Linked DNA regions of Mus musculus: all the other regions are linked to region 1. A link is a contact called in public HiChIP or PLAC-seq and promoter capture Hi-C data. All regions are on one chromosome and are shown on one strand. Each heading gives the region's core, a stretch centred on a gene start, on an enhancer-like site or on the middle of the called end of the contact. The rest is flanking DNA. Distances are from core to core; before and after follow the strand shown.

The links. Promoter capture Hi-C pulls out the DNA fragments that hold promoters and counts their contacts. HiChIP or PLAC-seq counts read pairs in DNA pulled down with a chosen protein or histone mark.
Region 2: a promoter capture Hi-C map of pre-B cells shows a contact between it and region 1, with 2.4 times the contacts expected there. The contact joins the promoter of Eprn here to the promoter of Ahrr in region 1. A contact is called at or near these places in 1 of 39 promoter capture datasets (pre-B cells) and 1 of 115 datasets of contacts at active chromatin or transcription factors (bone marrow-derived macrophages).
Region 3: a FOXA1 HiChIP or PLAC-seq map of pancreatic cancer cells shows a contact between it and region 1. The contact joins the enhancer-like site here to the promoter of Ahrr in region 1. A contact is called at or near these places in 8 of 39 promoter capture datasets (the C10 cell line, cranial neural crest, embryonic stem cells and 5 more), 1 of 15 datasets of contacts at CTCF or cohesin (large pre-B cells), 23 of 484 Hi-C or Micro-C datasets (B cells, the G1E-ER4 cell line, the N1E-115 cell line and 9 more), 3 of 115 datasets of contacts at active chromatin or transcription factors (astrocytes, extraembryonic endoderm stem cells and pancreatic cancer cells) and 1 of 9 other capture datasets (embryonic stem cells).

Annotation. Positions count from the first base shown.
Region 1 is chr13:74,290,774-74,293,715 of GRCm38.p6, forward strand. Ahrr (aryl-hydrocarbon receptor repressor) reads right to left here and starts at 1,558. Exons shown (of 11, transcript NM_009644.3): 1 at 1,458-1,558.
Region 2 is chr13:73,345,871-73,348,812 of GRCm38.p6, forward strand. It overlaps Eprn (ephemeron, early developmental lncRNA), which reads right to left and starts at 1,514. Exons shown (of 3, transcript NR_045293.1): 1 at 1,349-1,514; 2 at 626-1,191.
Region 3 is chr13:73,735,650-73,738,591 of GRCm38.p6, forward strand. It overlaps a transcript of Slc12a7 not described here. Among named protein-coding and RNA genes, the nearest start is that of Slc12a7, 27 kb to the right of the region's middle. Within about 2 kb of position 1,417, at least 45 of the 459 cell types and tissues checked have an H3K27ac peak or open chromatin away from gene starts, as enhancers often do. A contact at or near this core is called in olfactory sensory neurons and pancreatic cancer cells, where this site is marked.

The DNA.
Region 1 (2,942 bases), core at 308-2,807:
CAAATTTCTCAAGTGAAAGTAACAACTGTTTGTCATATATAACAAATAAGTAGAAAGTAGAAACAGAAAGCAGTCCCTTGTGTGCTTGTTAGCAACATTCTAGTCTTCTTTCCAGTCTTGCATCCATGATAACCCTGAGGCCATGTTGGGTTACTGGGAACACAAGGTAGAAAGAATATACTAGTTCTGAACACAAATACTGCCAGTTCTGCACAGACACAGTCAAATGGTCTATTACAATATCATCAGATGGTTGGCAATAGACACCTCACAGGGCTGCTGGATTAGCTCAGTAGGTATCCTAGTCTGGAATAATCAGCACTTGGCCATGCCCCTGCTCATGAAAAAAGACAGCCACTGCTCACTGCGTCAGGGTCTCATACCAAGGCAGGCCACTCCCCATGATGGGCAAAAGTGAACCAGACTCTGAGGCCTAGAGTGTCTCCTACTATGAGTTCCTTGATCAGGCTAGGAGAAGTTAAATTACACTGTACAGTACCCCCAAGCTCTGGGGTATCACCCAAGGTGTACACATAAGCTTCTCCTAGAGTTGAGCCTCTAAGTTTAGCTGGATACAGTCCTGAGGAGCCAAGTTACACCTCGCACCCCGGACAAGGGTAGCCAAAGTGAGAAAGATCTCATGAATCCAAACCGTAGAAACAGCTGCAAAAAATAGACCTTTTGGAGGGTGGGGGGACCCTTGTACTAGAACTGTGCAAAGCCTGAACCTCCTTCCAGGAGAAGCCCCGGGAGGGGAACGAGAGTTGTCCCCAATAGAGAGAGCTCTCCAACTGGGACTGGGGAAGCAACACAAGGCCGAGGACTCCAGGGTTTGTACCACTAAGATTTTCAGCAACACCAGGGTCCTGTCTCTTTCTGAAAGAAGCCATACACCGTAATTTTCTGCTTCTCAAAATTGGAGAAGGCAAATATTTCTGGTGCCACTAATTGGACAATTCCCGGAATGGTGGAAGTCCCTCCAAAGCGTGAATCCCTTGTTACTGCCCTCTGATCTCCATGAAAGGGCTTGCTACTGCGCCACTTTCGCTGGCTGTGCCCGTGGTGCTCCAGTCCCAGGGATAGCTAAGGCGGCCTGTGAGGAGCCCCCTTGCCATCATCTGCAAAAAACTTCTAAAAGACATTAGGTCCAAGGCAAAAGGACTCTCCAATGCGGGACAGGTATTCCCTGGCTCATTTTCGGGAGTGAAGGAGTTTGGGGACAGGATACCCAAGTCAAGAGAAAACTGACTCCTCAAAACTGAAGAACCTGACTGGCTTCCCTCAAAGGTCTGATGCCAAGAGAGAAGCCCCTGGAGTGCCCATCACTTTCAGCAATTCTGGACCCTCCAGATGCAAAAATGTGTAGCAGAAGGGGCCCCAGACCAAGCTGGACAATCTCAGAGTGGCTACAGCAGAGGCAAAGACCAGAGAGCCCCGTGAAGTCCAAGAGTACTTACCCGGGGCAGGCGGGGCGCAGAAGATCGGGCGCGCCCGCTGAGGGAGCCGCGGAGGCCAGGAGCTGTCAGCTCTCTCATCTCTGGGACCTGGCCTCAGACTAGAGAAGGAAAGCCCCACCCCAGCACGCGAGCCGCCCCGCCCGAAGCGGCAGACGCAAGGGAAAAGCGGCAGAGGGCGCACGCACATCCTTGTCCCTGCCTGCCACGCGCCCTTTCAATATTTAGGGTCCCCGGGTCTGAGTGCCTGGATAGGGTGTCACCGCTTGCTCTTCGGGTACCCGTGATCTTTGTGCCTAAATATGTTTTTACCCGGGCCTTTGGAGATCCCAGAGCAAGCCTCCAGTTTGTGCACCAAATCCCACCTGGTCCTAAGAAAATCCAGGGAGTCCTTCCTTTTGCGGAGCTGTGGGTTGGGGCCCCTTGGCCCCTGGGGCCAGAGAATGAGATCAGAATAGGTAACCAAGACTTAGCGTGTTCCTCCTTTCTTGCGCTATAGAGTTGTTTGGAAAATAAAAAAGATTAAAGATACAGTATGTTTATACTTTGCAAAGCATAAAGTATTAGTTTGCTACTTTCTGACACAGAATTTACCAAGAATGAGAAATATTAGGTACATTGGGGTCTTTCAGGGGACATTCTCGTCTAAGCTTTTCAGGACACCACATGGTGGATAGGCTCAGCCCTAAACATACCTATTCGGCTGTCCCGCCTGGCCTAGGCATCGTGACTCTTACTAACAAGCACAAGGTTCAGAGACTCCTGGAATCTCTGAAGTTCTTCGTGTGGGCAGTCTGCTCTCCATGTCCCACCCCTCATCCAGTCCCTCCCACCTTCCACCTAGGCACCCAGTCCTGATTTTGACCCTGCCCACGTTTCAGGCTCTTGGGAAGCACCCGAGTATCACACTGTCCATTGGCTAGGGTTCCTCCAAAGTACCCTTGCTTGCTTCTGCTCCTTAGATTTGAACTGGCTGTTTGTTCTGAAGGCATTCTCTTCCCTACAAGGGAACAAGGGACCAGCCCTGGGATCTCAGAAGTAAAAGGTACTTTGCCTCTTCTGTGCACAGCTCTGAACGTGAACAACTAGTTCGCGAGTTTTGTCAGAGAATCTGGAAACATAAGGGCAGTTCTGTTCTCTATTTTGTAAACAACTCTGCGTGGCAGACAACAGAGGCTCAGCAATAATGGTTGGATAAATGTATTTATATTGGGTTTTTGTATCAGACAACGTGCACCTACACTACCATGTTTTTTGTTTATTTTTGGTTTTGTTTGTTTGCTTGCTTGTTTGTTTCTAGATAGAGTTTCTCAGTGTAACTCTGGCTTTCCTAGAACTCAGAGATCCACCTGCCTGTCTCCTGAGTGTTGGGATTAAAGGCGTGTGCCGTCACCACCTGGCTCACTACCACAGTTTTTTTAAAAAAAATGATTAATTGTATTTTAATCTGTTTTTTTTTTAATGTAAACTATGCCTAGAAAAACTTGG
Region 2 (2,942 bases), core at 264-2,763, 940 kb before region 1:
TTTTTCATCTGACATTTTCAGTATTCAGTGGTTAAAATCTTATCCTATCTTCCTTTTAATCTGCTCTGTCATCGGTATGATTTTGTTGTTGCTTTACAATCCAAGGGATCAGACCTTGAAGAGGAATCTCCTGGAACAAATATGGCCCTGGTTCTCCTGACTTTCGCCCTCTCTGGGACCATCAACAGTTAGAACCTTGTTATTCTCACTTTAAACTCTGTGTTTCGATCTTGTAAAGTCTGTATCTTCTAGAATATGTAACACCCTATTTGTTGCTTCTTGCTACCAAAATTATAGTCTATCCTGTGCAGATAGCTCCTTTGAGCTTGATACAATATGTAGGACTCCATTTTCTTAGGTGGGTTTCTTCTCTGCCCGATCTGGGGAACCCGACCTCTGACCCACAATCTTCTACCTGAAGAATGTCACATAGTCCTCCCTCCCCCACCCTTGCCCCAACCCCAAACTTGCCCTGCACATATCTGGAATTCCTGGAATGCCTTTCCACACAAAGGAGACATTCACAGTACTTTAAACTCCAATGAAACTTAACCCTAAGAAGAACCCCTTCCCACTATCCAGGGGTGTATGCATGCAAACCCACCCCAAATAAAGGAATACTCACAAACTAAGATTGTCTAAGAGAGCTGTTCCATTAAAATCCGGGGAGATGTCTCCCTTTGTGATTTCTTTTTGTTTCTACTTCCATTTTTAGATCCTGGATGGTTTTGTTTAATTCCTTCATCTGTTCAGTTGTGTTTTCCTGAAATTCTTTAAGGGATTTTTGTTTCCTCTTTAAAGCTTCTATTTGTTTACTTGTGTTCTCCTGTACTTCTTTAAGGGAGTTATTTATGTCCTTCTTAAAATCCTCTATCAGCATAATGAGATGTGATTTTTAAATCCATATCTTGCTTTTCCGGTGTGTTGAGGTATCCAGGACTTGCTGTGATGGGAGAACTGGGGTCTGATGCCAAGTAGCCTTGGTTTCTGTTGGTAAGGTTCTTGCGCTTGCCTTTTGCCATCTGGTTATTTCTGGTGTTGGTCTTTCTGTCTCTGGCTGGAGCTTGTCCCTCCTGTGGGCCTGCAAGCCCTGTCAGCACTCCTGGGAGACCAGCTCTCTCTGGCGGAACCTGTGTAGAGAGGGCTGTGGAACAGCCTTAGCTCCAGGCTCAGATGGCGACCAGAAGGATTCTGTCCAAGAGGGGTGTTGGGGGGGGGGAGAACCAGAAAAGGGGATAACATTTGAAATGTAAATAAAGAAAATATCTAATAAAATCCCTGGAGAAGCCCCCTCTCGGCCCCCATTCCCACCCCGGCTCTGCCCCAGCTCTTTCCCTACAGACCTCACCTCTTCTGGCCTCTGCTTCCTTCCAGCCTGGTGTGTAGCAGTGCCTAGACACCATGAGGGAAGAAATAGAGTACACATACCACACCTATTACATGGGGATTCCAGTCGATCCCTGCTGTTGAAAATCCAACTACTCCTCCCCAACCACTGAAGGTAATCTGTGATCCCTTTAGGCAGGGACTAGCCCCTCCTCTTAACGTCATGGAAGTAGTTAAAAGATTAACTGACCATCACCCTTCTGCTCCCTGAAGAGATTTTTGGACCACACCTCTCAAGGAGAAATTAGGACCTGAGAACAGGGACTGAAATGAAACATTAAGGTTAATATATGAAATGTGGCAGCCTCAGAGGAACTGGCAGCCCTTAGCCTATCTGGGCTTCATTTAACCAAGGGAACATGCTTAGAAAAGCCCCGATAGACAAAATTAGGCAAAATGGATACTATGCAACAACACAGGTGAAATGGATATTATGTAACATAATGGTTCCTATCATGGGAGCTACAGCTTTGAGATGAGTTTAAGAGGACACCATTCAGCTTCATCTTTTTTTTTATGGTAAGTAGTCTATCAGGCATGCAAGGTATGGTAGGTGTCTATGATGAGGAGAGATTCCAACGCCAGGCCAAAAAGCCTGTCTACTTTCGAACTGTTGGTCAGTGTTGTCTAAGAGCCTCCTAAAACCTCATAGGCCATTTAAGAGGACACCATTCAGCTTCATCTTTTTTTTTTTATGGTAAGTAGTCTATCAGGCATGCAAGGTATGGTAGGTGTCTATGATGAGGAGAAATTCCAACGCCAGGCCAAAAAGCCTGTCTACTTTCGAACTGTTGGTCAGTGTTGTCTAAGAGCCTCCTAAAACCTCATAGGCCGTTGCTATTTCACTTGGCTGCCTGCCAGAGGTAGAAAGTAAGTCCCCATTCCTGGAGACACCGTGCACTTCAGACACAGGACTAAAAGCACCTGAGCTGGAACTGACCTGAAAGCCTCTTTTCTGAAAACTAAACTTCATGGTACCAGAAAGGCTCCATCCCAGCTTCTAAAGGAAGACAGCAAACAATAGTCTACCCAGCTATGACACCTGTGTACCACAGTTATGATCAGAGTGGCATGATAGCCCCAAAGGTACAGGAGTGGCATCCAAATCTTGACTCTAACTGTAGTGGTTTGAACAGGTTTGGCCCCCATAGACTCACGTATCTGAGCATGCTCGGCCCAGGGAGTGGCACTATTAGGAGGTGTGGCCTCGTTGGAGTAGGTGTGGCCTTGTTGGAGGAAGTGTGTCATTGTAGGGGTGGGATTTGATACCCCTCTCCTTGATGCCTGGAAGACAGTCTTCTTCCTGGCTGCCTTCAGATCAAGATGCAGAATTCTCAGCTCCTTCTCCAACACCATGTCTGCCTGGATGCTCCAATGTATTCTGGCATGATGATAATGGACTGAACCCTGAAACTGTAAGGCAGCCCCAATTAAATGTTGTCCCTTATAAGAGTTGCCTTGGTCATGGTGTCTGTTCACAACAATGAAATCCTAAGACAGTAACCAATAGCTCTCTAGTTAGACTTAGAACCCTTTGATCTCTGGTCCTCTGGAAG
Region 3 (2,942 bases), core at 167-2,666, 560 kb before region 1:
TTCTAAATCTCCAGAGACATCAGGTCTCCTGGTTTGCAATTTCCTTTAGCACCAGCTCCCAAGGTTTTCCACTTCTATCGGATTCACCATGATACATGGGTGCTGGACCAGCTGACCCTTTGGCTCAGACCAGCACCCTTGAGTATTTTGGTCTCATCTCATTAGGTGGGGTATGCAAGAGTAGATTGCACACAGTGGCATGGATGGTCTCCCTTTGCTGTGTGGAGGGATATGAGCGTGATATTGTGTCTCATGTCTGCAGAGCCTGCTCAGCCTTATGTCCCATTAGACACATGTCTCAATGCTGAGCTTTTGAACTGTGTTCTGTTTACTTAGATGAAGATGGCACCCATAAAGGGACAGAAGTGAGTCTGCCACTTGCTAGGTGTGACTCCCTGTTCCCTGGTTGTTATTGTATCTCCAGTGAGCAGCGGGGCAGAGGGAAAGGTGCATGGGCCAAGGGGTGATGATGACTCAGCACAAAAGACCCACAGGAAAGATCTTGGCCCCGTGGCAAGGGTCCAGAGAGAAGGCCCTCTCTGCTGTCTAGCTGAAGGGATTGTGGTGAGAGTTCTCATGGCCAGTGACAAAGGTGATCTCAGAACCATTTACCATCACAGTCACCAAGTGGACAGTCACTGAGAGTGCCCCCCAGACAGAAGGGCCAAGGAAAAGAAGTCTCCAGATAGCAAAAAGAGCCATATGTGCAAGGCTTCCCAAGGAGAGCTCCTGGGAGATCCTCACAGCCTAGAAGGTCATAAGTGGCTTGGGGCACTCTCTGTCTTCCCCCGTTCGTTCTCCTGCCCTGCCTGGCATTTGGGCTGCAGACTCCTGTGGTTTCACTCCTGTCCAGGACAAAGACCAATATGGGTCCCTGATTGGAGGTTGGCATTTTGCTTCCCGTCACTGTTATGGCTGGTAGGACCACATGTCTGCCAATCCTTGATAATTATATTTGGAGGGGTGGTGGTTCAGGGCTTGACTACAGAGATCTAGTGTCTCCTGGAGACCCAGATCAAGAGAACATCTCACCTTCTACAACAATGCCCTCTTCAGTCAGGTACCCAGTATGTCCAAGCTGAAGTCCTGATGTGTACATATTTCCACATGTGTGTGTGGCTGTGAGTCTATGTGTCCTTGTGTGTCTCCTTACTATCTGCAGTGTCTCTATGCTGTGAATATATGTTTTCTTGTGTCTCTCTACTTATATGTATGTTGTCTTCATATGAGTTCTATGATGTATATATGTCATGTTTTCTCTTTGTGTCTCTGTGTGCCTGTATATTATCTGTGTGTTTACATGTTGTGTCTATTCTATCTGCATGCGTGTTTGTGTGTGGCCTCCAGTGCTGTCTTGTCTCTGTGCTGTCTCTTTGTTGTCTCTAGTGTCACATGTGAGTTAGTGTTGCCTTGGTGTGCCTGTTTTCCTGTTACCTATGAGTCTCTGTGTTCACCACAAGTAGCTCTGTGGTTTGTTGCTTAGCATATTTTCTGTGGCCTCTGAGGAAGTTTCTACAAGAACACTTCTAAGTTAGGCCCGTGAGGAGTGCCAGCTCCGTGGTGTGTTCACACATTGGGCAATGTCTCTCACTACAGTTCTAGGTCTTGCTTAGGGAGAGTCTTGGTAAAATTGTATCCCAAGCCTTGCCTGGGTTTCCTGTACAGAAATACTACTAGGCTGCCTCCCTTCAGGCTGCTGAGGCTGGAGAGCTAATGGCCAGGCTCTGGTGCCTGAAAACCTGCAGCCCGCTGGGCAGACTGTTTACTTTTTGCTTAAATATTTCATAGGGTGTGGCCCTCCTGGTAATCGGTGAGATGCCTCTAGCTCTCGGTGAGCAGCGCCAGCTCAAGTTCTGTCACTTTGCTGTGAAAGAAGCCTTGCTTTGGTGATTGTTAACCTGGCCCAACAAGAAAATGCTCCATGCATGTCCTGTTCTCTTCTTTGCTAATAATATTTAATTTGGCTTCTTCCCCCCCTAACTCCCAACTGGAATAGGCTAGGGTTGAGACTCATCACATCACATATGGGAAGGAATTTTCTTTAAATAAAGGAACAACATCCAAAAGAGACTCACAACCAGATAGGAAGAACCTGTGTTGGAGGCCTCGGATGGGGTTGACCCTGAGCTAGCCTCCCGGTGCTGGTGCAGACCCTGCAGCAAAGCAGGGAACCTTGACCCCAGGGCATTCAAGATGACAACCATTCTGGTGTCACCTGCCTAATAGGAGAAACAAATACATGAAAACTTCCGTGTCCAGGTGACACCCACCCTCTCCAACCTGCTAGAGGGACAAACACATAGGAATGGTTGTGTTCAAGAGGACACTTGGCCTTCCTCAACCTGATGGAGTAACAGACACTTGAGCATCTGTGTCTAGGGTACCCCAGCGTGAACTAAAGCAGCTTCAGCTGCAGAGGAAGCAACTGGATGACATTGGTAGTGCTATTCACATGTAGAAATGGGTCTGTGGGGATCCAGCTCTGTGTGTGTGTGTGTGTGTGTGTGTGTGTGTGTGTGTGTGTGTGTGTGTGATGCCAGTTACTGCATGCTTGTTAAAGTGGAGGAAGACAGTTCCTAAACCCACAAGGTAAACAAACTGCAGGGACAGAAGAATCTGTTAAATATGAATAGGAAGGACACTGGCAAATTATCTACCTGGTAATGGATCAACTTCTGTAACTTGGCAACTAAAACACCCACCCCCCTCCAAAAAATGTTTAAAAAATGGACAAAGGGACTGGGGATACAGCTCAGTGACAAAGCATTGCCTAGAAAAGGCCTTGGGTTCTATCCTTAGCACCTCAAAATGAGCAAAAAGACTTGATAGCTGGCAAATAAACTCATGAAAAGATGCTCAACTGACTGGTCAGCAGAGAAATGCAGGTTGGGAACCATAGCTTAAGTTGAGGATGTAGCTCAGTGTTAGAACCCTTGCCCCCT